Linked DNA regions of Sus scrofa: region 2 is linked to region 1. The links are chromatin contacts, called in public Hi-C maps. All regions are on one chromosome and are shown on one strand. The core of a region is the stretch at or near the end of the contact, and the rest is flanking DNA. Distances in the headings are between cores, read along the strand shown.

Region 1 (7,078 bases), core at 2,304-4,803:
AGCACCTACCAGGATAAAGCAGCCGCTCCAGCAGAATAGACGGACTAAATGACTTCCACAAACCCTTGAAAATGAAGGAAATCTCAGCATTTGAGAGAAAGACCTTGAGGAGCTAGGGCCTCCTTTTTTCATATGGAAAAGACAAGTTCTGTATGACCTCACATGTAGAATCAAAAACATTTTTCTATGGCAAAGGAGATTGGCTTGAAGGGGTGGGGGCGGGGGGGGGTGGTTGGGGAAGGATTGAGTGAAGGCGGGCAGAAGGCATATACCTTTTATACTTTTTCACCTGTAAGATAAACAGGGACTGTACAGCTTAGTGACTCCAGTTTGCGAGTAATACTGTATATTGGCCGGTTGCTAGGACAGCAGATATTTAAATCTGTAATCAGCTAGAAGAAAACCAGGTCTGTGTAGGTCTGTGCAGTGATGGATGGTAACTAAACTTTAATTGTGATCATTTTACAATAAGACATTATCAAATCCTGCTGTACAGCTGAAGCTTACACAATGCTGTATGTCAAACATGTCTCAGTACTGAAAGAAAAAAAATCGGTAACAATTATTTCCTGGCTTCTGACAGTATCAGGAGTAGAACTGCTAAACTGTAATGCTAACATTTTACTGGGGCTGGAGTGTGGTCACCACCCTTTGTGCTTCTTTGAGACGTGTATGAGTTTAGGTTTGAACCTCTTGTTTTCCGTCAAGTGACACTTGTATTTGCAGGGCAAGCCAACACAGTATCCCCGGGTGTTAGGGTGGGCAAATATTGCTTCTCTGCAATCTTTGAACTCAGAGAAATGGCATTCAAGATGATGATATTTACATTTCATTTGTAAAGAAAGCGATGTTGAAAATTTTTCTGTTCAAAGGTTCACGCCAACCCTTTAGGTTCATTCATCTACAGTCCTAAAAATGTCTTTTACGTATGTGTGCACACTTTTTTTTACAAATGTGTGTGTGCACTGCTTCAGCCCTTAGTAAAAGTAAGAATACTGAACACTGAGAATTTAAACACATTTGTCTTCCTAATAATGATTATCGGAAAATACTCTTAAAGTTAATGGGGTAAAACTGTATTTTAAAAAGTTATTTGTATCTTCTTGGCGACTGAGAGAAGCTATAAAGTGTATACATGGCAGTCACCCTTTTCAATAGCAGGAAGGCAGTCTCAAGTAATCAAAAAGAACTCAGCATCCGTTCCAGGCTTCTAGAAACAGTTGGAGGGCTCTAACACCCACAGCAAGAGTGCCGGCCGAGTCCAAAGCGGCCTCCAGTTCTCCTTAAGAGAATCCCACTCTTTAGAGGATGAGAAATCCACTCTAAATTCTGGCCATCGGTGGCCTTCCCTCCCAACTTGAATAGGCGTCTCGTAGGGAAAACGTGTCACCCACAGGTAGGCAGTTAATGTAGAGAAAGTTCATCAGAGCAGGTCACGTCGCCGCGTCCGTAAAGCACAGAGTGAAGATGAAGCCACGTGTTTCAGAAGAGCAAACTTACCTCTGCGGCTCCCCTGCCGCCCATGCAAAGGGAGGAAAAGAGCCAACAGCCCAGGTGGCCCTTGATGTTCAGGTGACACAGATCCCGGCCCTCTCCTCTGTCCTCACACCTGGCAGGGACTCTTTCCAAAGAGCCAGAGGCCGAAGAGGATGGCCTGCCCTTCCAATTCAGCTAAAACTCTTGCATCTACGCTTTTATACTTGGTAGCTCAGGTTGGGCCAGAGAAGCGTTGCCTCGAGAGAGGAATATGAGGAATCAAGCGTGGAACCGGGGGAAATGATGTGACCCTCTAAGGACGTGTTTCTAAGACGCTGTAAGTGCTGCTTCTCTTTGCAAGGATTCTGCAGTAACCAAGTAGAAGTTTGGACCTGCTTTCACATACTTTTCAAGGAGGTAGCACTTTCTTGGAAGCAAGGGATGTCGCTGTCGTTCTTATTTCTTCAAAACCCTTCAAGGAGTGTTTGCAACCAAAGACGTGCGCTTACCAAAACAGACTTTCGTAGTTTCCACTTCAGATTCAGTCTTTCCACTTTAATATATTTATATGTGAGACTGAAATGGGTGTGTAAGTATATATGTTCTGTTTGTCAAAGCATTTGTCACTTACCGAAACATATGGGGAAACCCCTGCTCTCTAGAAATGTGAGAGGGAAAAAAGTGTATTTGAATTTAAAGCGCTTGTAAACCTGCAGGAATATATTCGTACTAGATGGATACGTGCTGTGTATTATTGTTCATTTTGTGAAAGTTGTATCTTCTCACCTGCTATAAAAGATGTACTTTCAGAGCAGCTTTATTTGTGATGATGTGTGGTTTTCAGTGTCTCGTCTCATATCAGAACATGCTGCTAATTGGGGCCACCTTCTCGAAGTATTTCCCTCCCCCAGTCACCACTCCTGCCCTCCCCTCCAGGCTTCTCCCCTCCCAGCCCATCATGTGCCTCCCCTGCTCAAAATGTGTTCAGTCCCACCACACTGCCTACAGCATGAAGCCCAAGTTTCTTCCAAGATACTTGAAGACTTTCTATAGTTAATTCGCAGCTCTTCTTCCCAAGCCTTCGCTTTCTGCCACACTTCAGATAACCTGCTTCAGTCAAGCCAGACCACCTGCTCTGTGCTCTCGGCTCTGGTCCTGGTTCACTGCTGCCTGAAGCACCTCTGGGCCTGTCCCGTCTGGGCATCTTCCAGGGCCCAGCTCTCAGTGCCTGTCCTGTGCAGCACCTGTGGTTTCTGCCCGGCTCTGAGAGCACTCCTTATCTCCTGGCCTTGACTGAACTACCTTCAGATATCTGTGACCGTGTGTGTGGTAGAATATGTCTCTCCCGCATCGGTTTCATGCATGGGTGTGGCTGGGTGATGAGAAACCCGAGGCCCAACCAAGAAAGCGTAGCATTGGTGTGCATGGAACTGATAATGGAGTTTTAATGTACGCAAAAAAAAAAAAAAAAAAAAAAAAAAAGAAGAAGAAAAAAATACTTGCTCTCTTGGCAAATCTGAAATATGTGAAACTATGACATCAGGCCTCCTCTGTGTTTCTGAACCACGGCTACACACTGGAATCCCTGATGCATGGTTCCTGCCCTGCCCAGAGAACTATCATGTCATGGCCTGGGCTGTGGCCTGGCACTGGGATTCTTTAGAGCTTCCAAGCGATTCTAACATGCAGCTAAGGCTGAGACCCTCTGCATGAGGGGTTCTCAAGCCTGAGAGTCCACTCTACATATGGACTTATATAAAGACATAAGACGAATGCTTATGCTTACAGAATAAATTTGTTCTGTAATTCAGCCTATGAAAGAAATCAGAAAATGCCTGAAGCTTGAATTAAGGTCTTGAATTAAGTATCGTAACCAAAAATAGATATTTTCGCATATTAAAATATTACATATTTGTATCCAAAGGCATAGTCTATCCAGAAACAACGCAAAATTGAGAGAACGTACACGGATTTTTGTTTCTCTAGGCTGCTTTGCTTTCATCATTTCCAGGCTCATCCAGAAAAGGTTATCCTGGAATGGTGATCGGCCTTTATAATCCTGGCACTGCTGCCCTCCTGTGGACTCTCAGGGCATCTGACAGTCCCTTCCTTAGTTCAGACTTGATTGTTCAGAGGTTTGGGTCTGTTCTGTTCTTTATTTTATTTTAGGGCCGCACCCGCGGCATATGGAGGTTTCCAGGCTAGGGATGGAATCGGAGCTGTAGCTGCGGTCTATGCCAGACCCGCAGCAACGCCAGATCCGAGCCGCATTTGTGACCAGCAGCACAGCTCACGGCAACCCCCAACGCTGGATCCTCAGCCCGCTGAGTGAGGTTTTTATTTTAACGAGCTCTTTTCTGCTTGCTTTCCAGGAAATTGACTTTTGAAAAGGGCTAACCCTACTCCTGTGGCTTCCCTATGGAGGAAGCACAGTACTGGAGTCTGGGGTCAATGAGCTTTCCTTCCCTGTGGCTCACACGAGCTTCCGTGACCACACGACCTCCAGGACGGATGACACTGAGTGCCACCCGCCTGGGGCCTGAGCCACCAGCCCTGGAAAAGCTGTGTGGGGTCGTAAACTTCATATTAGCCGGGCAGCCGCTCGTGCTTCCCCGCCTTTGTGTACTTTAGAGACCGACCCTGGCTGTGTGGCCCTGTGGCAAGCCTTGTGCAGGACTCTTGGAAACAAGTAGGAGATCTGGTGTCCTGGTGGTTAGGGCTTGTGGCTTCACTGAGAATTCTGGAACCTTCCGCCCTTTAGATGAGCACCTGATCACCCACTAGCTCCTGAAAGGGGCCCCAGGGAAGACCCTGCTTTAACCTGTATTTGACATGGACTCGAGTGTTAGAGAGCCTTAGGTCGGGTCCCATACAACCATGCTTGTCACATCCTCGTGTGCCCGTGAATCACATGGTCCTGCCGACATGCAGATTCTCGAATCAAAGGGCCAAGGTTCTGCATGTCCCTGAGCTCCCCGGACTGCTCTTTGTGGAGGCCGTATGATGGCCTCCAGAGAAACTGGAGTCATAACACAATTGTCCCCCTCTTTGCAGGAAGTCTGCTTTATGCCGCTTAAAGCTTTTACAAAAGACCTACGACATACCTGTGTTCATTCATCCAAAGAAATCTGAAAAGGATTTTCGCTTGTATGAAAAAAGACAAACATCGCTCAGCATTTACTGTGCTGTGAACCTCCGTACAGGCCGCCCACGCCCGAGCCGTGACAGTGGCACCAGCGAGCTCCTTCCTGGGAACTGCACCCTGCATCTCAGCATCAAGCTGCCATCGCTTTGAACTGTATCTGAAAGTTATCTGTGCCTTGTCCCCACTCATGTCGTGGACCGCTTGGCAAGGTAGGACCATTCGATGCTATGCTGTATGTCAAACCCGCTCATGAAAGGTTGCGTGAGGAACGCCATGCTTCCAGACACAGAATGTGGCCTTCTGTGCAAAGGGCCTTTGCAGGTGAGATTCGGGAGATCATCTCACAAGAAGGCAGAGGAGGGCCTGCCACGAGAGAAGGCACCAGGACCACGGAAGCAACATGCCACGCTGCTGGCGTTGAGGTGGGAGGAAGGGACCACAAGCTGAAGAATGCCGCTCTGGACGCCGGAAAGAGCAAGGAAGCGATTCTCTGCCAGGTCGTGGATGGGACGTGGCCCTGCCCTGTGACTTGACTTCAGACTCTGACTCCCATCACTGAAAGAAGGAAGCTGTGTTGTTTCAGACACTTACTGTGTGAATGCTTGTGTCCCCTGGAAAGGCCTGTTAAAATTCTACCCCTGAAGGTGATGGCATCGGGGCGGGGCGGGGGCACTGGGGAGTGACTAGGTCGTGAAGGTGGAGGCTTCATGAATGGGACCGACCTCCTTGTAAATTGAGACCAAAGGAGTTCCCGTTGTGGCTCAGCAGGTTAAGAACCTAACATAGTGTCCCTGAGGATATGGGTTTGATCCCTGGCCTCTCTCACCGGGTTAAGGATCTGGCAGTGCTGTGGCTGTGGTGTAGGCCGGCAGCTGCAGCTCTGATTCCACCAGTGTCCTGAGAGCGTCCATATGCCTCAGGGGCAGCCCCAAAAAAGAAAAAGAAAAAAATAGAAACCCAAGTCCCCTCACCCCTTGTCCCAGGAAGCTATGGCTCGACTGCAGTGAGAACTGGAAAGCTGGCTCTCCCCAGGCGCGGAATCTGTCGGCACATGGGCCGTGGTCTTCCCAGTCTCAAAAGCAATAAATCTGTTCTTTACAAGCTGCCTCGTCTGTAGTGTTTGGTTATAGCAGCTGGAAGACACCAAGTTTGCCGGAATATGTGACACAGCAGCCACAGGAAATTAAGACACAAATGCTCCAGGTCCTCCAGCCACACTTTGATTAGAAGCACAACCACAGAGGGTCTCTCAGTCTGGACTGCAGTGAAGTCACCTGGGAAACTTTCAAACGAAAAAGGCGGATATCCAGACCCCTTTCCTATGGAAGCATAACCAGAACCTACAGAGGTGGGATCTGAAAGTCGCTACGGGGTCAATGTAATGAAAAGGTGGATGCAGCCGTATCACAAAATAAACACAAAACACAGCTTTCCTTGTGTTCAAGGAAAACCCTTAAACTGCCCCAAAACGTGGACACAGTTGTGTGCTAGGTACCCCCAAGGAACCATACACCAGCTTCTCAAAACGCAGGGCTGGGCCAACGTCTTACATGAGGATTTGCCAGGTTCAAGATTCAGGGGAAACATTTTGGTCTCCCCTAAGTGGGTCGAAGACTCTACCTGTCCTCATGTTTGCTCATATTAGCACTTAGCCCCCTAGCTGGGAATTCTCTGCCGGGACAAGCCGCACGAGGCTGCGTGGGCTTTCCGTCCGGTTCCCTCTCCGCTTATGGGAAACACGGGGCGAGACACAGGTAAGTGGGACATGAGCCGACGAAGCATTTTCGACCGAGGCGGGAAGCACGGCCTTGAAAACGAGACTCAGGATGTCTCCAGAGGAAACATTCTCCTTGGCAACTTGTTAGGAGAACCACACGGGAGTGGCAGTTTTAGGTAAAGGGCTGTCAGCTTCCAGATGAATAAAGCAGCATAGTCCTAAGTGAGATACGGGATCTCAGCCACCCGGGGCCTGCGTGTTTGCTTCGCATGACCTGGCCACAGGCGCTGTTTACAATTAAGCATTCATGGGTGCATCACAAACTGCTTTTCTGGGAAAGGTGTCCCAAATCATTGCTTTTGTGCTTTACTGCTAAATTCCATCTCCTAGCATGTTCTCTCTTGGGGACTGAAATCAGAGCCACCTGCTGGCAGAATCCAGGCCTCACTTGATTTCTTGCAATACCTGGGCTGGAGTTAGGGACACCGTAGATGAATCAGAAGTCGTTCAATTTGTTACAACTGACCTAAGGCTCTTATGCCCAGAGGTCTACATTTTACCTCAGCAGAAAACTGAACAGAAAGAAGTCAGGGTCTTAGCTGTCCCCCGACCCCCCATCGTGGGAATCAGAACAGGAATTCCCCATTCAGCAAAAGCTCATTCACCAGCCCCACCCGACCCCAGCCCGCTGGGCAGGGCAGCATCGGGGGAAGAGCGGCAAGTGTGGACCCAGAAAGGCT
Region 2 (7,078 bases), core at 3,049-5,548, 70 kb before region 1:
AGCCCCCAATAATGACAAAGGTCTCCCCCTGAGGCAGCGAGCATCCCAGAGCCCCTCACCTGTGGGTCCTTGAAACCCTCACAGCCAAGGGCCAGGTGTCACTATTGCAATGTTTCCAGGGAAACACCCGTGCCAAGTCACACCAGAGCCAGGCCACAGGTCTGCACATGTGTGCCGTGCCCCAAGGGGCTGGGCAAGGAGCGCAGTCCTTCCCGTCTGGGGCTAAAATCAACTGGACGGCTCTTCAGACACCCACGGTCTCTCCACGGTGCTGTCACGTCTCCGTGTTCCCAGCACTGGTAGCTTGTTTGGGGGTTGCGGTTTCTTGCTGTTACACTGAGAAGGAGACTCAGCAGGAACCCAAATGAGAGAAAGATATTCCGGGTGAGTTGGGGCTGCATTAACTTGGGATTAAGAGATGCCAGGTAAGGGAGTTCCCGTTGTGGCTCAGTGGGTTAAGAACTCAACTAGTATCCATGAGGTTTGCAGGCCTCACGCAGTGGGTTAAGGATCCAGTGTTGCTGCAGGCAGTAGGGCAGGTCACAGATGTGTCTCGGATCCAGTGTTGCCTCGCTTGGATCCAGTGCGGCTCTGGAGAAGCTGGCAGCTGCAGCTCCTATTGGAACTCTAGCCTGGAAACTTCCATATGCAGGATGTGCAGCCCTAAGAAGGGAAAAAAAAAGAGAGAGAGAGAGAGGCCAGTTAAGGAAGTTGTGTTGGAGAAATAATATCTGCCGCGACTCTGAAGCCCTTGGTTCACCACTAAATCCCCGCTCCTTCAAGACCCCTGTGGACTGACCTACCGTCTATAAAACAAAACAGGAGGGTACTTACTACCTTCCTTAGGGTCCTGCGACAGTTGTTGAGCTGACTTCCTGCTGCACCCGGAAAAAAACTCACATCTGACAGGGACCTGGGTCTACAGGGATCTCCCTGGTACTTCTGCGCCATCACAACAAGAGTTCAGCGGGTGCTCCCCGCGTGTGTGCGCCCTCCAGCCCTGGCGCGGGCCCTCACGGGTGGGCGGGGAGGGCTCTTTCTCCCCGCAGATGGCAGAGCCCAGGGCTGCGACGTGCCCTGCCTCCCACAGCCAGCAGAGGGCAGCACAGACCCACCCGGGAGCCTTGGCGAGGCCTCAGCATCTGTAACGGAGAACGTCATCCAGAATCATCCACCTGAGCCCCGCCCTAGAGGCGGGGCGGCGGGCGGGCTCCCGGATGGCTTCCAGCGGGAGAGGGTGGAGGGGCTGCCGCCAGTGGGGGCCCTGCAGAGGCAGCCCGCGCAGGAGGACCAGCCCTTCTCTCGCTGGTAACTGCCCAGGGTCTGCGTTCCCTCTGCTTTACCACGCGGGACCCCGCAGGCACACTTTCGTGGGAGGGGTGCGATCAGGACCAGCGCCCCACGGCATAGAGTGAGGGGACCCGTGGCATGCTCAGCCTGGCCCTGGGTCTGAGGGATCAGACGCAGTCTTCACGGGCTGCAGGCTGGCCCAGCTCAGGGAGCCAGAGGCTGAGGCGACACTGACCGGGTCTGGGTCTGAGCGGAGGTTTGCCATCAGGAAAGAAGCCACTGAAAACGGAACTGCACATCAAACCCCAGTCACGTGGGTGGAGGCCAGCTGAGAAGTCCACTGGGCTGGGGGACCTGGGGACGTCCCCAAAGCAGATGCTGCCAGACGCACCAGAGACAGGAAGGGACGGCCTGCACTCTCCCTTCCTTCCGCCCTCCAGCCTCAAGACCCGGGTTGCTGCTGACGCACCCCAGGAGGAAGCTGAAGATCACTTACATATGGAATCTAAAATAGGTCACAAATGAACTTAGCTGTAGAACAGAAACAGACGCACAGATGTAGAGAACAGAATTGTGGTTGCCAAAGGCGAGGCGGGCAGCGAAGGATTGGGAGCTTGGGATTCGCAGATGCAAACTGTTGGATATAGAATATGGATAAACAAGGTCCTCCGAGAGCACAGGCAACTAGTCAGCATCTTGTAATAAACCGTCATGGAAAAAATTACAAAAAAGTGTACATATATCTATGGGTGTGCTTGTGTATATAAAATATACAAATGTGTACATTCGTATGTATATGTCTGCATACATATGTATAAATCACGCTGCTGTACAGCAGAAATTAACACAATATTGAAAATTAACTAAACCTGAATTTAACAAAAACCCCTGCAGGTTATATTTTCCATGCGCTCAACTACCTTGTTTGGCTGCCGGGTTCTCTGGTAAGAGTCTCCTTATTTTATGCACCACTGTATCCTCTTGGGTAATTCTAAAGCACAAAAAAAGGGTTAGGACACCCATATTCTCCTAGGAAATGTTCAAAATTGTAGTTGCCCCTTCTTGGAAGCCAAAGGAAAATAAAAGAAGGCATTAAAAAAAAAAAAAAAAAAAAAAAAAGACCAAAAGCCTAAAAACCAAACAAAAACAAAAACTGACATAAACAGATGAAGTCATTCTTATAAAGACACTTGACACACATTAAGGACAGAGACGTATTTACATTAAAATAAATATATATGACACTAAGAACACTTTTTTAAAAATGTTTTAAGGACTCGAGTTTTACAGAAGAAAAGATAAGCAGATCAGGGGGTTTTTCCAGAAGTGTCGATGAGACAGCTGGTATTCCAGTTTTGCTGTGAGGCCTCAGCCTCTGACCTCTACGTACATATACTATCTTAGAGGTCTGAGAGTGTCTTCCACTGGCACACATCTCCAGGCTGCCAGTGTGGAAGAACTGAGACTTTGGGAATTAAAAAATAATCATAAATCCTTTATAAACACCTTTTACTAAATAAACATTTTGCCTGGCAAGAGAATGTACACAGATTTTCTAACAGTTGATTTAATTATAGCAAAATCAGTGAGGTCAGAGTTAATGCGATCAATACGCTTGGGCAGCCAACTCTATACCCATGAGAAACGGTTTTTCACTTCAAATGAATGGTTTTCTAGAGCAAACCTTCTCAGCACATTCAGTCTCCTAAAGAAGCGTTACAGAAGCTCAGGTTTTGATACGTCAGAAAGGATGCCAATAAAAGCTTTTTAAAAAGCATAATATCACAGGAGTTTCTGTCATGGCTCAGTGGTTAAGGAATCTGCCTAGGAACCATGAGGCTGCGGGTTTGATCCCTGGCCTCGCTCAGTGGGTTAAGGATCCGGTGTCACTGTGAGCTGTGGTGTAGGTCACAGACGCGGCTTGGGTCCCGAGTTGCTGTGGCTTTGGCGTGGCTGGCAGCCGAAGCTCTGATTAGACCCCTAGCCTGGGAGTCTCCATATGCCGCAGGTGTGGCCCTAAAAAAGACAACAAATAAATAAATAAATAAAATAAAAAGCAGAATATCACAGAACTTCTTGCAAACAATCTAGTCAGGAACACATAAATAATTAGGAGATACTTAAAGTTAGGTTAAATCATTGTCTGTCCTCGCTGAGGTCCTCTGTAACCTGCTTGGTATGAAAATGCACTTTGCCCTTCTTGGTTACAAAGAGAAAATGCAAGTAGTCTGATGCTTTACTGTGTCAGAGGCTTTTCCCCTTAAAGTTCCTCATTTAGTAACACTATTATTTATGAGTTGATTTTTAAAAATGGTAGGCTTTAAAAAAACTGAGGCTGAATTAAAGTAGTTAGGACTTCTAATTTCCTATTTCTGAACCAGTCTGCAGTTAACAGGCTCTGGGACACCTGATCCTTCCCCCCTCGTAGACCCAATGCCCCTCCCCGCCCCCGACGACTTCATTCCCTGTCCCCGTGGACTATCCTGGGCTCATCAGCGGGACGGTCAAATTCCCAAGTCTAACTATTGATTTGTTTCACCCACATAGTTTAGGAGCACACGCTCATGAGTAATCCTCAAGCGTAATTAAGATTCGATAACCATTTCATAAAAAGTTATTTCTTCAGAAACGGTCATCTTGTCTAATCTAAGCAACCTCAGATCACATACCATTTCTTCATGCATCTCAGCCCTGAAAACCTGCCTGCTGTTTTCCTCCCTCCTCTCAAAGTGTCGTGTCCGTGGCAGGAGCATCCTCTCTCGGACAGAGGGCGGCCAGGGAAGTGGCCGTGGGAAAGGTCACGGTCCTACTCAATTTTCAAGGTCGAGAGGCGTTCCCGTGGTGGCTCAGCAGGTTAAGAGCTCAACTAGTACCCCTGAGGACTTGGGTGTGATGCCCGGCCTTGCTCAGTGGGTTGAGGATCCGGCACTGCCGTGAGCTGTGGTGTACGTTGCAGACACGGCTCAGATCTAGTGTTGCTGTGGCTGTGGTGTAGGCCGGCAGCGGCAGCGCTGACTCAAGATTTGACCCCTAGCCTGGGAACTTCCATAAGCTATGGGTGTGGCCCTAAAACGGAAAAAAACAAAAAATTCCAGGAAGCAAACCTCCCAAGTGAGTAAGCAACTCACGATGAAACCTATTATGTGTAATTTATGAACATTTTAAAACATTTTTAAAAGTTTGATTTTTAGCTTGAGTCACTTCTCGGGGGAACAAAATGCCATTTGTTTTCATGTTATAAATAATGCGTAACTAAAATTCAAGAGGGCAGTCCTGTGCTTAAAAAAGAATGCAGAAGTCCCTTCCCTTACAGGCAGCTGGGCTGATGCGTTCTTCAGTCACGTGTCCACGCTGGTGGGGCTGACAGCTAGGCATGCGCAGTTACGTTGGAAGGACTGATTATTCTTATCTGGAGTTCAAGGTTTCCTCCTAGGCGAAGAAGAAAATGCCATGTGATGGCACATTAGACACAGGCGTATCTGTAAGAGTGCAGAGGGCCTTAACCACCATCCAGCCAGTCAGAGCTGAGAAAGCATCCCAGATGGGTGCAGAGCGACAGGGCCTGCTCTGTGGGAGACACAGGATCGAGCCAGGCCTGGAAGGGCAAGGCTGACGTCCACCTCTGCTGCCAGAGACAATTCAGAAACCGAGGATGTTTCATTTCGTGGTAACTCCCTGAATTGGCGTTTAAGACACCTTTCATTTAGTAAATACTTACTAAGCTCCTCTCTGTGCCAGGGACAGTTTTTATGTGTCCATTTGGGAGCATGGGCAGAAATCCTTGCCCAGACAGTTTGCATTCTAGGGGAGGCAGAGACTATAAACACGATATTTATTTCATGACATTATCAGGGGATAAAGGTTATGAAAATACAGAGCTGAGTTAAGAGAGGTCAGGAATGCGGGTGTGGGAGACATGCAGTCATAGAACCCTCTGCGTTTCCTGCCCCTGCGCTGGGCGTTTCCACACTCATCAAGTCCTCGTGTCCTCCTGGTCTCCTCTACACGCCCCTCTACGCCCCTGCACAGAAAATGAGCTCCTTGTGAGCAGGGACCACAATTAACTTCACTTACTGCTGTCTGATCCACTTGTACAGTAGTCAAGATTAAGAATAAGAATAACGACGGCTAACATGCTTGTTTGCAAAATGCTTTACCATCGTCTCTGGTTCTCAAAACAACTTTGTGAGCGATGGAGGCTCAACAGTTTTGTTATCCCAAAGAAGTACAAAAGACTCCAAGGTGGTGCTGTGGCTCAGTGGGTTAAGGACCCAGTGTTGTCTCCACGAGTATGTGGGTTCAATCCCTGGCCTCACTCAGTGCTGCCGGGGCTGTGGTGTAGGCCTCAACTACAGCTCTAGTTCAACCCCTGGCCTTGGAACTTCATATGCTGCAGGTGAGGCAGTAAAAAAGAAAAAAGAAAAAAACAGGATTCCAAGGTACAGAGGAATTCAGTGACCAGCTCATTATTAAGACTTAGGCTATGCCTAGAAAACCCTAGGCATAGCAAAGACGCTACCAGAAAACTGTTAGAGCTCATCAATAAATTTGGCAAAGTCAAGGCATATGGAGGTTCCCAGGCTAGGAGACCAATCAGAGCTATAGCTGCCAGCCACAGCCATAGCCACAGTAATGCCAGATCCGAGCTGTGGATCTGGCATTGCAACCTACACCACAGCTCATGGCAACACCAGATCCTTAAACCACTGAGTGAGGCCGGGATCAAACTTGCATCCTCATGGATACTACTGAGCCACGCGCCATGACAGGAACTCTTTAAATCTTTACTGGTATCACGCATGGAGTTCAAAGCTGTGAAGGCCACTCTCTGCAAAGGCTCCCGGTGCTACCCTATGTTCACATCGACTGCCATGAACCACCTGCACTGCCATTCTTTGAACATACACTCACTAAGCTTGTGTCCTCTCACAGCCCATGTACCACTCATCATCCAAGATCCTTTCAGGCCATTACTCACCCAGCCACCTGGTCACTGCTCCCTGGAACTCACACCACATGGCTGCCCAGCCCTCCACGCTTCGTCATGCATGAATCTCAAGTTGTCCTTCCTCATCTGGTGAAAATCTTGCTTCTGACTCACAATCTCCTCTTTGTCTCAAGCGTTGCCCTTATCAAACTTCCTTGAGAGGATGAAGAGTAACTGGGTACTAGGGAGTTCCAGGAAGGGGTAGAGTGAGTGAATTCTCTGTGCTTCCGTCCTTAAATCCCTAATGCCAACCCAGACTTGAAATATAAAGGCACTGGTCTTGTTTGAGTCATCATTTCATTATGTAAAATGAAGTGCTTATTAAATGACCCAGAAAGAGGCAGGGAAACATACCAGGTAAGACCCTGGGCTTTGTAATCAGTAAGACTTGTGTTCACACTCATTTACTAGCTGTGAGACCCTCGCAAGAGCCTAATTTGTCCTAAACTTTCCTTTCCTTTCCTGTAAAATAGGGGAAATGATATTCTCTACCTCTCTTAACACAGTGCCGCACTTAGGATGAATGTTAGAAAAGTTAACTACTGTTATGGACACAGGATTATTACCGACATTTGTTTTGAAATGATTAAACACTTGTATTTACTGTCAATTCTCATATAGCTTCATGACAACTACTGCTGCTCTCCTAACTGTGGATATTAATTGTACAGGAAACAGAACTTACTTCTTCACTACCAGGGAAGAAGGAAGCCTTGTGTAAGACTGAAATGCAAAGTCACTCACAGTGTAAGGCCTTAATGTCACAACGTTGTGGTGAACAATATTCACCAATGAAAATTA

What was found. A called contact is a pair of places that touch in the nucleus more often than the background predicts.
Region 2: a Hi-C map of fetal liver shows a contact between it and region 1, with 2.9 times the contacts expected there. The contact joins two enhancer-like sites. A contact is called at or near these places in 2 of 5 promoter capture datasets (fetal liver and liver), 28 of 47 Hi-C or Micro-C datasets (alveolar macrophages, blood, brain and 15 more) and 2 of 2 datasets of contacts at active chromatin or transcription factors (alveolar macrophages and skeletal muscle).

The regions. Positions count from the first base shown.
Region 1 is chr9:135,020,651-135,027,728 of Sscrofa11.1, reverse strand. It overlaps a transcript of CD46 not described here. Among named protein-coding and RNA genes, the nearest start is that of MIR29C, 4.6 kb to the right of the region's middle. Within about 2 kb of position 3,553, at least 10 of the 83 cell types and tissues checked have an H3K27ac peak or open chromatin away from gene starts, as enhancers often do. A contact at or near this core is called in fetal liver and omental adipose tissue, where this site is marked.
Region 2 is chr9:135,091,716-135,098,793 of Sscrofa11.1, reverse strand. LOC110255546 (a long non-coding RNA gene) reads right to left here. Exons shown (of 3, transcript XR_002336089.1): 3 at 4,259-4,719. Among named protein-coding and RNA genes, the nearest start is that of CD46, 16 kb to the right of the region's middle. Within about 2 kb of position 4,298, at least 33 of the 83 cell types and tissues checked have an H3K27ac peak or open chromatin away from gene starts, as enhancers often do. A contact at or near this core is called in fetal liver and omental adipose tissue, where this site is marked.